Linked DNA regions of Salmo salar: region 1 is linked to region 2. Evidence: chromatin contacts called from public Hi-C data. All regions are on one chromosome and are shown on one strand. The core of a region is the stretch at or near the end of the contact, and the rest is flanking DNA. Distances in the headings are between cores, read along the strand shown. Region 1 overlaps LOC106563031 (ceramide transfer protein). Region 2 holds the start of LOC106563105 (complement C1q-like protein 2).

Region 1 (4,462 bases), core at 1,094-3,593, 61 kb before region 2:
CGTGAGAGATAGCATGGAGCCATGTCTCCTCAGACTGGGTTCTGACCCATACCCAGACTCTGCCTAGACACAGGGAGGGAGAGAGAGAGAGACGTTAACGATGTGGATATATACTTATCTGTTATCAACTTAACACATTAGCCAAACATGAAGTGTCCTAAGCGTTTCGTCAGCAGCAGCATGGGGAGGTGACATACAAGTCACCGTATCACGCCACTATATCTACCACCACATGTAACACACCTAAACTCACCCATCACCCAGTCAGACAGACCCATGGTGTATTCAGTCAAACACTTCCGACAGTAAACATCCTGATCCCCCAAGCACCTTCCCCGCTACTTGTCACACTGGGACAGAGTTAAACACTCTCCGTCCCCATTTCTGTTCTCCGTTTGTCCCATCCCTCCCTCTATCCTTTCCTCCCAATCAATCACTTCCTGTGTTTCTGACAAGTCATGAATCAAATGTAACTTCCTCTGTGATTAGGTAACGACACATTTTCCCATGACTATTTCTTCTGTGTGCATGTTATTCACGTGTCTTTTCATATGTCCACGGTTCTACGGGTGTGGTAAACAAGGTTTAGCTAATACATCTTGTTTAAGAAAATGTGTTATAACGCCGCTATACTTCACTTGAAAACAACGTCCAGTCTTCCCTGTGGCTCAGTTGGTAGAGCATGGTGTTTGCAATGCCAGCATGGTGTGTGCAACGCCAGGGTTGCGGGTTCGATTCCCACGGGGGGCCAGTACAATTTTTTTTATTTTTCTTTAAATGCATGAAATGAAATGTATGCATTCACTACTGTAAGTCACTCTGGATAAGAGCGTCTGCTAAATGACTAAAAATGTAAATGTAAAAAATGTAAAATCTTCTACCACCCCTGTGTTTCAGAAGTGTGTGCGCAACAACATCACCCTGACCACACAGAGACTTCTCTCTATGACCCTGACACAGCAACACAGTGGGACCATGGCAACAGTGACCACGGCGACCATGGAACACTGTCACAGAATGGAGTATTGGGTGACATCCTCTAACAGAGGATAGAAGCTCTCTGGTCTCTACAGCTCTGACTTCTTACCTAACCCCGATACTTAAAATAGAGAGAGCGAGCAAGGTGGGAAAAGAGGGAAGATCTGTCTGGAGAGGACATAGTGATTCACCCTGTGTGAATTAGCACTCAGAAAAGAGTACAGACACTGTGTGGGGCCATAACACAGGGTTAAGGGTTCAAGTGGAACCGAGCCCTGTAGCCTAGTTAAGTATTTCCAACGAAGATGAAGACGGCATGTGCTTCCATTCTTCACCACCAGGTGGGAGACTGTTCCCATGGGTGCTGCCTAGCCCTGCATCACCCACCCAGAGCTTACTGTCGGTCAATGACCAGGAGTAACCATTTTCCTGCCTCCACCAGAGCTTTCAATACTACTGTCGCCCTCTCAGCTGTACCCATTTCAACAATGACCGTTCAATACAGCCGCCATCTGCCAAATCGCAGAGCTGCTATTGAATATAATGCAGTTTCTTATCTGGTTGGTTGATAAAGACAATCGCCCACAGGATCAAAGAAGCCAAAGAAGCGGTGTGTTTGATATCAGTCTATACAAACACATTCAACAGAAATTGTATTTTCATTTTTTTAAACTAGACAAGTCAGTTCTTATTTTACAATGACCGCCTACCCCGGCCAAACCCTCCCCTAACCCGGATGACGCTGGGCCAATTGTGCGCCGCCCTATGGGACTCCCGGTTGTGATACAGCCCGGGATCGAACCCGGGTCTGTAGCGTTACAGTGCCTTAGACTGCTGTGCCACTCAAGAACCAAGAAAGATGGGGAAGAGAGAGACGGAGAGAGAGGAGAGAGAGGGAGAAGAGGACAGAGAGGGAGAAAGAGTAAATATGCAATGCCCCGAGTCTGAATATAACTTAAACACACACATTGCTACAGTACTAAAACGTCTGTGTCGATGTGTGTGTGTGAGAGAGAGAGAGATGTGGACTGATTATTTAAAACTAGCTGTCTCTCAAGGAATACTAACAGATAAGAATATTTTACAGGACAGACGTGGAACTTTCCATACAATCACACCCAGACCATGTTGACTCATGAAGCAAAGAGCAATACATAATATTATTTACTATATACATTTTTAAATTTTTTTTTTACATTTTAGCCCTCACCAGATTGTTTTTCCTCTAGCGAGAGTTGACACTTTGCTGTGAGTCTGAAGAGTGATCAGAGGGAGACAGATTGCGAGGGAGAGAGAGGGGGACAGAAGGGCCTCCTCACAGGCCGAGAGTTTCTGACTGGTGACTCACTGTGGGGAGAAGGTGTGGTGTAGTGTGTGTGTGTGTGTGACTCATTCCTTCCTGCTCTGGCTGAGTCAGAGGGTCACCCTGGGGCTGGGAGGAACAAGAGGAAGGGGGAGAGTGTGACAGAGGGGTTTCCCAAAACCCACTGCCAGGAATGACTAGCATGTGTCAGGAGGAGAGGAGAGAGCGAGGAAAGGAGGGAGGGAGAGAAGAAAGCCTTCCGCATGCGTCGGTTCAGCTGGCGCCCATCCTAGGCGAACCCAACGAGTGTTCTCGCATACTCCCTGAAAAGACCTTCGCTTGAAAAAACGAGAAAAAAAGCTGCAAAAGTTTCGTTTTTCCCATCTTGAGATGTTGTAGGCAGTATACACTTCCTCAAAATAGTCTGAATTCATCTAAGATAACCCAAGAAATTTGTCATACATTTTTACGCAATTTTACATGAAGATGTTTGGTGCAGTATTTCTCAAGGGGAAAAATGTGCATGAAAACATTCGTCTCTAATTGAATGACAAACACTTATTGAAGAATCCCTACGGTTGACCAATCACCGACGAAGGGGGCATAGACTTCAGCATGCCTCGAGACAAAATGTGTGCACGAACAGCTGAAAAAAAACCTTAAAGGGATACTTCGGGATTTTGAGAATGATGCCCTTTTTTCCTTCTTCCCCAGAGTCAGACGAACTCGGCGGATACCATTTGTATGTCTCTGCGTGCAGCTTGAAGGAAGTCGCTAGCCGGCACTAGTGCAACGGCTAACTAGCATTAGCGCGCTAGCAGATACCCATTGACTTCCAGTCATTGTGCGGGCTTTGGCTGGCGAAATTTCCTTCATACTGGACTCATTGTCAAAATCCCCAAGTATCCATTTAAGGGTGGCTACTCTGCCTTCAAGAACAAATTCAGCATTATGTTCTGAAGCATTAGTGTCCGACACCACATACAAACACAATGTTCACTATTTAAATATGTTCATTACATGGTCATAGGACAAGGTCTACCATTTGTTCTGCTGTGTTCCGGGCTCTCACAAACACCCTTTCCTTCAAACTATCTGCGACCTCACAACTAGGCTTGGGCAGTATGCCGTATATCAGGGTATTTAGCCACGGGATGGTTTTTCAAAACCGTCCAAACTATTTGATGTTTTTCAATAAAATGTGAATATATGTAGCAATTTTTTTAAACACCTGCAGTCAACTTGCGCAATACGTTAAGAGATAAAAACATATTGCTTTCTTCATTTCACTGGTCACATTATGAAGCGTGCCGTAGTTCCCCAGAACAGTTGAGCCAGTCACGTGTTTGTTTGTAAATAGCACAACGGGAGACTGCGGGAGCTGGTGAGTCCGTAGTGTTCGATCTATCAGCGAGTCTCTGCTGAGCGGCGCACATGAGGTGATGAAGTTACGCTTGTATGCAATTCACTAGTAAAATCTTTGCCATCAGATATCTTAGATTGGTTTTTTGCCAAAGAGCTCTGGATGAGTTGTCTGTACAGTTGCCATTTTTCCCTGTGCTTCCTACTAGCGTTTTTTCCCCTCCTTCGTTCTTCTCCCCTCTGCTTCATGTACACATGCTGCTCGTCCTTCAGAAAAGCATCACAACTTTGTTCACTAGCACAATTTCTCTCGTTCACTTCGGCTTGTGGTAGCTACTAGCTAAGCTTGTATAACTTTGAGCTGAATTTGCCTGTCTTTGGAATTAGTTTGTTTGTTTTCACTTGTTAGCATTTAGCTAACAGTGTATGTGATTTCACTATTAGTTTGTGCTCATTTTGTTAGCATTCTGGTAATCGAGGCCCAATGGGCTTTTATTGCATTTTTAGCGCCCCCTTGTTTGCTATGCCAGTAATACCGTAAATCCCACCAAAGTCTTCTCACAACCCATTACCATTGCGTAAGCATATCCCTTCCCTAGAAGATAGCCTCAGACTGTCAGTAAGGAATCCCTTCTGTCTATTATTGTCCTCCCACTCATACACTCTTCCTCCTCCACATCTTGCCTCTCCCCCACCCTTCCTCTCTATCCTACACTCTATGCTAATCCATCCACAACTCCCTCTTTCACCCTCCCTCTCTTCCTCCTCCCTCCCTCCCTCCCTCCCTCTACCCCCTCTCTGATGAGTAACAGGACCTAA
Region 2 (4,157 bases), core at 274-2,773:
TAATCTTTACAAAACCTCAGTTAAATCAACTGGTCTTGTTACACGGTGAACAGTAGGAACCCAGTAAAGGTGTTATAGTTATTAATGTCATCGTAGACGACCCTGTTAGCCCAGAGCTGGATGTAAACACTGTCTCCCACCTCCAATTGCACTACCGCTGCGTTGCTAGCGCTTTCGTGGACATTCATACTGTCATCAGTGTTCCATGTAGTAACCAGCTTCTCACTGTTCTTCATCAGAGACACGACAGAGTTGGGACGGCCGGAGTTGTTGCTGTACATGGAGTAGCGGAAGCAGTACATCCCTCTGACCATGGCTGTGAAGATGCCTATGAAGGAAGATAAATAACACTACCTGATTGACAACGCACACACACACACACACACACACACACACACACACACACACACACACACACACACACACACACACACACACACACACACACACACACACACACACACACACACACACACACACACACACACACACACACACACACACACACACAGTACCTGTAGCAGGATTGTAGCTACTGCCGGAGTTGGAGAAGACTCTTTTGTACTGTAAAGGGGTATTGGTGGTGAAGGGTCCAATATTCCCACCGCCAGAGTCTCTGAGAGCAACAGAGAATGCCACTTTTGCCTGGGCTGGGGAACGAATGAAGGAATGAATTAATGAACGAACAGTCAAGTAGATATCAAGAAGGACATCGATAGATAGATGCCACTTTGAGGAAGAGTGGAACCTTGCTCTTACCAGGTGATAAGCTCTTCAAGGCTTTCAGTTCTTCCTCTTGAGCTGTTATAACAGAAAATATTTCGTAATAAAACCTCAACATTACAGTGTAGTAAAGACTCAACAAATTTTTATTATTATTATCATTTTTTTTAAATTGAACCTTTATTTAACTATGCAAGTCAAATAAGAACAAATTATTATTTATAATGACAGCCTACACCGGACAAACCCGGACAACGCTGGGCCAATTGTGCACCGCCCTATGGGAATCGTATTCAAAATAGTAATCAATAAGACAAAGTTAAAATCAATGAAATAAGAATAAGTGTATGAAGCTGTATATCACTTCACAGAATGCTTTGCTTGTTAAATCTCTGTGCTACTTACCTGTATTCACTTTCTTCAGCTCCTCCACCTGACTCTCACTGCCCTGTAGCTTGGTCTCCACAGCTCCCAGTTTCTGTCCCATGGCCCCAAAACTTTCCTTCAGGGCAGCCTGCGTCTGGTCCATGGTTCCTAATCTCTCTTTCATGGCTGCAAGTTCCCTGAACAGGGCACAGGTGTCGGGCAGACAGACAGCTAGACTAGCCCCAGTCCCCTGGTACCCCTCACTGTCCCGATTATCACCCAGTCCCCTGGACAGGCAGCAGCACAGAGACAGCAGTAGCAAGGCTAGAACTTCCTTCATTCTTATTATATATTCTGCAAAAGACTAGAATGTTCTGCGTAGTCTTAAAGAACTGACTGTTCTGCGTAGCTCGAGTGCTCCTCTTTATGCTGTCCCACACCCAGGGTTATAAAGGGGGCTGGCGACAGAGAGGACTACGTCACTCAAAGTTATGTTGTGATAACATTGTATGTGTGTGCAGGGTTGAGAAACTCTCGTCTACTTTAATGTAATTAAGTGTAATTCCTGAACATATGAGGCAGGAACAAAAACTCCCCAATTTCCAAGCACACTTCTTGTGTTTATATATTGCCAACCTGTCAGGTTTGTGTCTGTGGAGGGTTGTGAAATTCCGGAAACTTTAAAACCCTTTTCATGGAATATTTTCACATTTATTGTAGAACATTAGAAATCTATGTTTTAGATTGTTTATATGTGCGATCATGGTATCCACAAGATACTAGTAATGTTATTGGACCAAATTATTCCGGCACACAACATTTAAGCTGTGCATGCTTCATTTGTCTGGAAAAAGGTATACTCACCTGAAATGTCAACAAACAAGTGTTATAGCTGTAGTTTGGTTTGTGTGTGCGATGTGTGAGGTGCAGAGTATACATAACGTGTGTACAGAGGTATACACAAGTTATGTGCATGTGCTGTGTGTGTGTGTTTACTTCACTACTTTGATGGTGGGTATTTGTGCGGAAGAGGGGTGTGTCCTGTTGGTGCGGGAGGGGCTCTGAATTGGCTGTGCTGATTAGCCAAACCTACCCACCACCACTTGACTGACAGCCAGCTGATTCAGAGAGAGCAAAGTCGATTCACAGATACACTCCAGTTTATGCGTTCCTCATTTGCTGTCTGCAAGTAATGTAACACTACAGCCAAAACATACAATACGTTATGATACAGTAATGTAAGACTTGTCATGAGCACATATGACCTCCTTATGTCATAGTATGATTTCATAGTAGTCCTAAATGATCATCAGCTATTTTAAACTGCACCATATGGGGAATAACAGTACGCTGCTTGAGTTCTAAATGGTAGGCTTTTTGTGTGTATGAAAATAGAACGTTTTATAATCGGCTATGTGAAATTTCGAAAATTGAGTAGTCTTCAAATGCCAGGATGTCATTCCAACTTTTCATCAAGTAGAATTCGCTGCACTCCTTCGAGGAAGAGAATCGTCTTTTCACACTCACGTGTTTGACAACAATAAACACATTGCGGGGAACAAGTGGGATGGTTGCATTAGATGACACCTTCTCAGTATGAATGAGAAGTATGTTGATATTTGTTACTTAATGCATACATTTTTACTAAACAGTACGTTCTAAATAGTATGTAGTACTATTAGTACACGATATGTCATTTTAGTAAGTAGTGGCAAGACAGATTTCGGACACAGCCACTGACTCTTACCTGTCTGACAGTGGATGTGGTGCCACCTAGTGGGCGAGAGTCGGTAAAGCCAGTGTGTCAGGAGAAGATCTGTGTGCCAGGCGTTGCACACGTGCTGGAAGTGCCTTCCTCTCCTCCTCTCCCTTTCATTCTCCCCCTGCCTCAGAGGTGGTGGACATCACTATATGAGAGATGCAGGGCAGAAAGCAAAGAATTAACAGTGATTAATAACATACCAATAATCACAACCAATGATATGTTTTCTAGGTTGTAGCAAAAAGTCAGTTTTGTCCTCACAGTCTGACGACAGAGTGGGCACATCGGGGTGCATCTCCCACCCTAACGCTCCTCTTCATCCCACGTCTTTAGTAAGTTTCTAGCCAGGTTCTCTCTCGAAAAATAGTGTTTCAACCTAAAGAGATTCTTGTGGTTTAAACAAAGGTGAAATCTGTAGAATAATCAGTAGAGGGCTGCAATCACTGGTGTCTGTGGTGAGTGTCTGTGCTGAGTGTCTGTGGTGGGTGTCTGTGGTGGGTGTCTGTGCCGGGTGTCTGTGCCGGGTGTCTGTGCCGGGTGTCTGTGCCGAGTGTCTGTGCCGAGTGTCTGTGGCGGGTGTCTGTGGCGGGTGTCTGTGGCGAGTGTCTGTGGCGGGTGTCTGTGGCGAGTGTCTGTGCCGGGTGTCTGTGCCGGGTGTCTGTGCCAGGTGTCTGTGGCGGTGTCTGTGGCGGGTGTCTGTGGCGGGTGTCTGTGGCGGGTGTCTGTGGCGGGTGTCTGTGGCGAGTGTCTGTGTCGAGTGTCTGTGGCGAGTGTCTGTGGTGAGTGTCTGTGTGTGACAGAGGAGTCAGAGGAGAGCCCAAGGTTGAGCTCAGAGGAGGAGGCCACAGATATAACCAACCTTTTAATGGACAACGTTAAAAAAAAAAAGAACAAAAAAAATAAGGAAAATCAAAACGTAGTCTGTCATGATAGAGAATAAGATAGTGCTGAGTGGATGATTAATGAGGAGTTAATTAGAAGTAACGAGGAGCTGTCCAGCTAGATGAATCACAACCACACTGACTGTCCCCTCACGCTGCAGGGCTCCGCTGTCTGGGAGAAGAGTGTGTACAGGAGTGTGTGTGTGTGTGTGTGTGTGTGTGTGTGTGTGTGTGTGTGTGTGTGTGTGTGTGTGTGTGTGTGTGTGTGAGAGAGAGAAAGAATATTAGTGTGAGAGAATCTGTGTGTGTGACAATGTGAGTGTATGCGTGTGGGTATGTGTATGACAGCGCAAGTCTGTGTGGGTGAGTATGAGTGTGTGAGAGAGTAAGAGAGTGTGTGTGTGTGTAAGGCCAGTGAGTGGGTG

What was found. A called contact is a pair of places that touch in the nucleus more often than the background predicts.
Region 1: a Hi-C map of gill shows a contact between it and region 2, with 6 times the contacts expected there. The contact joins the enhancer-like site here to the promoter of LOC106563105 in region 2. A contact is called at or near these places in 3 of 3 Hi-C or Micro-C datasets (blood, gill and muscle).

Annotation. Positions count from the first base shown.
Region 1 is chrssa11:73,100,807-73,105,268 of Ssal_v3.1, reverse strand. It overlaps LOC106563031 (ceramide transfer protein), which reads right to left. Exons shown (of 15, transcript XM_014128238.2): 4 at 1-63. Among protein-coding and RNA genes, the nearest start is that of atp6v1g1, 16 kb to the left of the region's middle. Within about 2 kb of position 2,343, at least 5 of the 13 cell types and tissues checked have an H3K27ac peak or open chromatin away from gene starts, as enhancers often do.
Region 2 is chrssa11:73,039,767-73,043,923 of Ssal_v3.1, reverse strand. LOC106563105 (complement C1q-like protein 2) reads right to left here and starts at 1,523. Exons shown (of 4, transcript XM_014128330.2): 1 at 1,129-1,523; 2 at 760-801; 3 at 516-650; 4 at 1-328. The coding sequence starts at 1,429. The coding sequence ends at 39.